2 separate regions of the Mus musculus genome follow, and region 2 is linked to region 1. Evidence: chromatin contacts called from public HiChIP or PLAC-seq data. All regions are on one chromosome and are shown on one strand. Each heading gives the region's core, a stretch centred on a gene start, on an enhancer-like site or on the middle of the called end of the contact. The rest is flanking DNA. Distances are from core to core; before and after follow the strand shown.

Evidence for each region. HiChIP or PLAC-seq counts read pairs in DNA pulled down with a chosen protein or histone mark.
Region 2: a contact with region 1 is called in a FOXA1 HiChIP or PLAC-seq map of pancreatic cancer cells. The contact joins two enhancer-like sites. A contact is called at or near these places in 4 of 484 Hi-C or Micro-C datasets (the HL-1 cell line, embryonic stem cells and nephron progenitors), 2 of 115 datasets of contacts at active chromatin or transcription factors (embryonic stem cells and pancreatic cancer cells) and 1 of 9 other capture datasets (embryonic stem cells).

The regions. Positions count from the first base shown.
Region 1 is chr10:24,477,879-24,481,037 of GRCm38.p6, reverse strand. The region is part of intron 3 of Gm15270 (predicted gene 15270); the gene reads left to right. Among named protein-coding and RNA genes, the nearest start is that of Gm40615, 19 kb to the right of the region's middle. Within about 2 kb of position 1,642, at least 36 of the 459 cell types and tissues checked have an H3K27ac peak or open chromatin away from gene starts, as enhancers often do. A contact at or near this core is called in pancreatic cancer cells, where this site is marked.
Region 2 is chr10:24,627,677-24,630,835 of GRCm38.p6, reverse strand. No RefSeq gene overlaps it. Among named protein-coding and RNA genes, the nearest start is that of Gm15270, 33 kb to the right of the region's middle. Within about 2 kb of position 1,550, at least 44 of the 459 cell types and tissues checked have an H3K27ac peak or open chromatin away from gene starts, as enhancers often do. A contact at or near this core is called in pancreatic cancer cells, where this site is marked.

The DNA.
Region 1 (3,159 bases), core at 393-2,892:
GCCAGACTACAAAAAATGTTCCTCACAGTATACTCCTGAAACAGACAGCACCTAGCCACATTTTTTCTATGTCTAGACATTTTTTGTAGATTGCTCTCTCTCTCTCAGTGTGTGTGTGTGTGTGTGTGTGTGTGTGTGTGTGTGTGTGTGTGTGTGTATACACTTGCCAATGCATCTGGGTATGGAAGACAGAAATCGATGGCAGATGTCTCCTGAACCAATCATTTCACTTCATCTTTTTGAGACACATGGGGCTTCATGTTTTGTCTATGCTGTCTGCCCAGGGAACCCCACATCTGCTCCTCTCACTTCAGCCCAGCAGCTGGTGCTATCACACCTGGAGTTTTAGATGGATGATGATGGGATCTGAACTCGGGTCCTCATATGTGCATCATGACACTCTCCGTGCCCGTAGATGGACGTCTCTGAACATAGTTCTTTGCCATTCAAAGGATTTAGAATAACTACATATATTAATTCAGAAATCACACAGAATCCAGCTTTCCGATTCTAGCACTAGGAATTCAGTTGAATAAACAAAGTGCAGCCACTCAGAAGTGGGAGGTCACAGTCACAAGCCACTGGATTTCAAGCTATCTCCACTTTGAAGCTGCTGGAATCCTGGAGAGCCATGTTTTGATACCACAATTAAGAAGCTTAATGTCTGACCCAGTATCTTCTGATCTAGTTACAGGAAAGATAAATATTTCTGGGTTCTGAAATCCAAATCTCAAAATCCCCTCTGTATGTACTGACATCTTATGGGAAGCTGCACATTTTCCAGCTGTGTCATCTTCATGTTTTATGTCCAAAGTTGTCTTGTTGCAACTGAAAGTAATGACTGTCTACATAGTCATGCAGACCTTTCTTCACTCCCTTGCTCCCTTGTGTGGCAGAAGAGGAACACGTTCACAAAAACCAAGAGTCTTTTGAATCTTTGGACTCAGTGCTGTGTCTCTAGCAGAATTTTGGTTTGTGCTGTTAAGGTCCTGGATATTCTTTACATGATAGATATTTATTTGAATAATAACCTTCACGTGAAAATAGAGTTTACATGAATGTTATATGGTGCTAGAGAATGTAGCAAGAAGGCAGTACCCCCAGAGCTCCCTGGGACTAAACCACCAATCAAAGAAAACACATGGTGGAACTCATGGCTCCAGCTGCATGTGTAGCAGAGACTGGCCTAGTCGGTCATCAATGGGAGAAGAGTCCCTTGGTCCTTTGAAGGCTCTATGCCCCAGTGTACGGAAATGCCAGGGCCAGGAAGTGGGAGTGGGTGGGTTGGTTAGCAGGGGGTAGAGGGGAGGGGATAGGGGATTTTTGGAGGGGAAACTAGGAAAGGGGATAACATTTGAAATGTAAATAAAGAGAATATTTAATAAAAAATTTAAAAAAATGGTGAGTATTCCTTTAAAGACCAACTGAGGAAGAAAGGCATTGTTCAGCACATTTTTTTTACTCTTCCCTTCCCGCCTACGTGCCCCCGCCCCCTCCCTCTTGCCCGCCAACCTCATGTGGAACGTCATTACTAAGGGTGAGAAACTCACAGGCTAAAAATGTAAGGTCTTCGCCGTATCTGGAAGATGATGTTGTCATGTAAAGTAAAATAGCTCTTTACCAGGCAGAGCAGCCTTCCTGAGAATTCATTCCTGGGACTGTTTGCATTCTTTCCCAGTGAACGCCAGGGCAGACATCAGACTCTATTTATAACAGCAGAGGAGATATTCAACCTTTCAGAGCGGTACTCAGAATCGAGGCTGCTCGAGAGCGAGTGGGTAGAATCTCTATGTGCCTTTTCCCAACAAGTGTGCATTCCCTTTCGGGGTAGAGGTGACCCCGTGGCAAGCCTGGGAGAACCTATCTCAGGAACAACATGTGGCCTAGAGATGGAAGGAGCGGGATGGAAACCATACATGGTGAAGTGAAAAAGATGGTCTTCCTTGCGTTGCCGCTGAACTCGGCAGGTTTACTTCAGTGCCCCAAGAGTAAACAGAGCTGGAATCACACTGTCATGCTGTGGGTTCATGGAAAAGTGCCTGAGGGGCTCTAAATGCTCTTGTGTGCTACCTCTCAGCCCTTGAGCACTCCGACTTCAGAAATCCTTACTGGGGCATAGTAGTGTCTGAGCCTTGTGTGAGTGCAGATAGACTGTTCTGCTTGTTCAAGAGGTAAGGTAGAGGAGAGTTCACACTGAACATCATGATGTTTCAGATGGCTGGGATCAGAACACAGAGGTGAGTAATTGCAGAGCTCAGAAGGCTGAAGCACTGGATCAGCTAGAGTTGGAAGCCAGCCTTGGCCTCAGAGCAACACTCAGCCTCAGCAAACAGCCATAGAGAGCAAAGTCCACAACTTAAAGTCTTCTTTAGGAGGAGAAATGAGTCAGGCACATAATCAAGTTACCTTGTCTAACATAGACAGAATGCAACTACCTTGCTTACTACCATGGACACTTATACTAGCAACACAACCGTTTCTTCTGCCTTCCTGTCTCCCGGCCCAAGGGTAACTTTCATTGAGAAATGTCAATTAAAAGCAAAGATGACAAGGGAAATGTTGGTATGGTATTGGTGCCATGGTACCAATGTCCTGGTCATTCCATCTGCTGGATCTGGGTTTCCTGCAGCAGCTAGGGAGAGCTAGGTGGTTTAGTGGCTCCTTAGTACAATAAAGAAAAGGTTCTCTCAGTTTAAAAGGATGATGGTGCTGCTGTATACAATAGGCAAACATACTGGCTTAGGCACAATGGTAGACTACAGGAATCTTTAATAGTGAAAGGTTTTCCTTGAATTTTGTAAACATTTGATACTATGAGACCTGGCCTGATTAGAGTAGCCTGTTCTTACAAATCTGGAACTTGGCTTATTATCAGAAATAGGATATATAGAATATACTTTTTTCTTTCTATAAAAGTCTTCATTCCCATTGACATGTTGAGCTCTCCTTTAGAAGAAACCATGTCCCAGCAGCTCTCTGTGTGACTACACACTGCTGTACAAGATAGTTCTCATCACTGGCTCTATCTACACCAGACACAAGAGAAAGGGACCCTTTTTTCATTTAACCCCAGGGAAGACACCAGACCGCCATTAGAAAGCAGTTAGTGCCTGGATTCATATCAGCTCGTTATAAAGTTGGGACCTCAGGTTCTTTTCT
Region 2 (3,159 bases), core at 301-2,800, 150 kb before region 1:
AGAAAAAGGATCGTAGGAGCAAGACCGCTTTCAGTAAGTTGTCCTGTTACTAAACGATAAGAATTTTCATTCACCAAAATGTTCTGCGTATAAGCATCAAACTCCTACACCCATCCCTGAAATCACTCATCCATTCCTTTGTTTACTAAAATGAACGCACCAGCCTTCACTAACTCTCACCACGTACATAGAGACACACAATGCAACCTTTTGAAAGCGTTCCCCACTTGGCACACCTTCCTGTGCCCAGTCCCTTTATGTTACTTTATATCAGCAAATAAGGTCCTTGACGTGATGTACAACTCGGGTTACTCATTCCCCTCGGATGGGCATTTTGTGGAAGATTTCTAGTTTTTAATCTGTTTCATATAGAACAACTATGGGGTTCCCAGGTTTTGTGTGAACAAAATGTTTTTATTTCTGTGTGTTTAGTGACCATGAAGAGAGTTGCTTTGTTACGCAGTAAGTGCGTATCTGGGTCTTTATTCCCCACAGCAGCTGTAATACTTTATATGGTCACTTGTTCTAAATCCACGTATTTTTCACATTTGCTTTTATAGATATCTTATAGCAGTCAAAATTTGTACAGTTTCCTACGGGTGTTGAATATATTTCAATGGGACTATTTACCATTTGTAAATTCTTCTTTTAAAAATATCTTATTATATCTTTTGCATACTTCCTGGAAATTACTTAATTTTTTTGTTACATGCTGATTTTTTTTTTCAAATTCTAGATCCGGCGCTGCAGTAGTTGCAGATATATTCTCACACCATGTGCCTTCTTTTTCAGACTCTTATAATAGGATCTTTTCCATCACAAATACTTTAAACTTTAGTTAATTTTAACTTGGTTTTATTTTAATTTTTTTCTCCTACGAATTATAATGTTGAGTCAATGAGATAATTTTTCATCAAGTCTAGATCCTGAAGATTTTTATCTATAATATCTTCTAAAACTTTTACAGTTTGGGGTCAGATTTTGAACCATCTGTAAGGTTTAGATTGAGGTTCATACTCCTCCCTTAATAACTCGACCACTGCATGGCGAAATGGCGTTCTCTTTGTACTGACTTGCTTGTAGGCCCTTGTCAGGAAGAGCTGGGTGTATTTCTGTGGACTCACATTGGAGTATCTATTCTGACTCCTCAGTCTGTTTATCTGTCTGTCCTGCTGTGGATATCCTCCATTCATGTTGAGTGTTAAAATCAAGGAGGGTGAATCCTCCCAAGCTTGCCGATTCATTTTTATATCTGTTTTGGATGCTTTTGTTTTATCGATCTGCACAGACTCCAAGACACTGATGGCTTTCTCAAAGCACACATCCTGCTGAGCCTTGATAGTGAAGGGGACAGATGGGGACACTTTAAGCTCTAAATGAGCACACTTGTACTTCATACTGTTGAAAAGGATAGAGGCTCTTGTCTCTCTTGAGTCATGAGAGGCCATTTGTACTTCTCACTGTATGCAGGAATCTGGACGCACACACTGTGTGCTGCCCAGAAAGCGCACATTGTTAACTGACGGGAGTTAATCTTTAACCTAAAGGTAACTCAGATAATGGTTGGGAAGAATGGTGACTCAAAGGCTGGCCTGGGTGTATAAAACTCCCTACACAGGGAAGGGTGATAACAAGGAGGGCGGGCAAGAGGAAATAAGGACAAACCCACCAGCATGACGAATCCAAAGACAAGAGGAGCAACGTGACCAGAGAGGCAGGACTGAATGGTCGGTGTTCTGGTTTCTTATAAAACTTGTTACTGGAGAAAGTCATGCTTCTCCACCAGGTTGCCAGCCCTCTGAGGGAAGCACTGATCCTGTCTGCTCGTTGGCACCCATACCGAGGGGCAGCAGGGGTTTCTATTCTGGTTATAGCTGGAACAAGGCAAAGTGTCTATGTCCCGATAACTCTCTGCCACTTCAAACATGGTGCGATATGCCCGAGCCAGTAGAATAAGGAAAACGGAAATAAAATAATACAGGCTCAGAAAGGAGAAATGAGACTAAGTTTATAGGTGTCACAATTGTTTACATACCCAAACCCCAGTGAGCCCACCAACAAACAAAATAAGTCGCTGGAGAAGTGGTTCTCAACCGGTGGGCTACAACCCTTGGCACGGTCACATATCAAATATTTACATTAAGATTCATAACAGTAGCAAATTGTTATGGATTGTGAAGGTTGGAGGTCGCCACCGCATGAGGGACTGTGTTAACTGATTGCAGCCCGAGGAAAGTTGAGATCACTGCTCTAGCGCCACAGAAAGAATTACACCAGTGCAGTGACATGGGTGTCAGTTAGGGGAGAGGTAAAATTTTTACTCTGTCGATCAGTCTGTGATTACAACTGATCCAGTCTTTCTTTTACGAGTGTCTGGAGTTTTCAGCACATTTATCTTTAATATATACCCAAGTTCTCATTTTTTTTTTAGCAGTTGTACGAAGCATTATGTTTTTTATTTTTATTTTTTATTTTTGACTGAGTGACTACAAAGACTTTATTAAATTATTGCAGCAGGAGGCAGTGCTAATGCAGAAGAGGGACATGGTGGTGAGAATGCTTAAGCAGCCTCAACAAAGCCACAGAGACCTCAACCTGTCCAAGCTGGTGCTATAGAGTCAGAGGATGGGCACCACGGGAAGAGATTTCAAGTTAGCCCTGACAACAGCACCTCAGCTCTGCGGGGACATCGGCCAGGGTCCTTTCTGAGGGCGCTCGAGCCTCCAACTGGAGGAGAGTTTGGGCCAGTTGCTCTGAGCCTCCAAGGAATTCCCCCCCCCCCCCCCATGAAATCATCTCACAACCAAGGCAAAGCTACATGCCACGTCTGACACTACCAATTGCAAGCTGGGTCCCTGGGCTATAGGAATGGGGGCAGCCCCCGCTGGGCTAGGCAGACTGGGAAGCGGGAAGCGGGGCGGCTCCTTTGCTCCAGCGCTTAAGAGTCCTTATGGGCCGCTGCTTTATAGTCTTACCAGCCTCAGCCCAGTTCAAATAGTCACTAAACTTTGTATTCTACGCTTACAGAATTCCACAAACACACCCACCTGCACTGGGTCCTTTATTACTTAAAAGGGCTTAAAGAAACATGTTTTAAAAGAAAATTTCCTTTGTACACATATACCTATGTAGAGCCTAGACGGCCTCTCAGCTGACTGG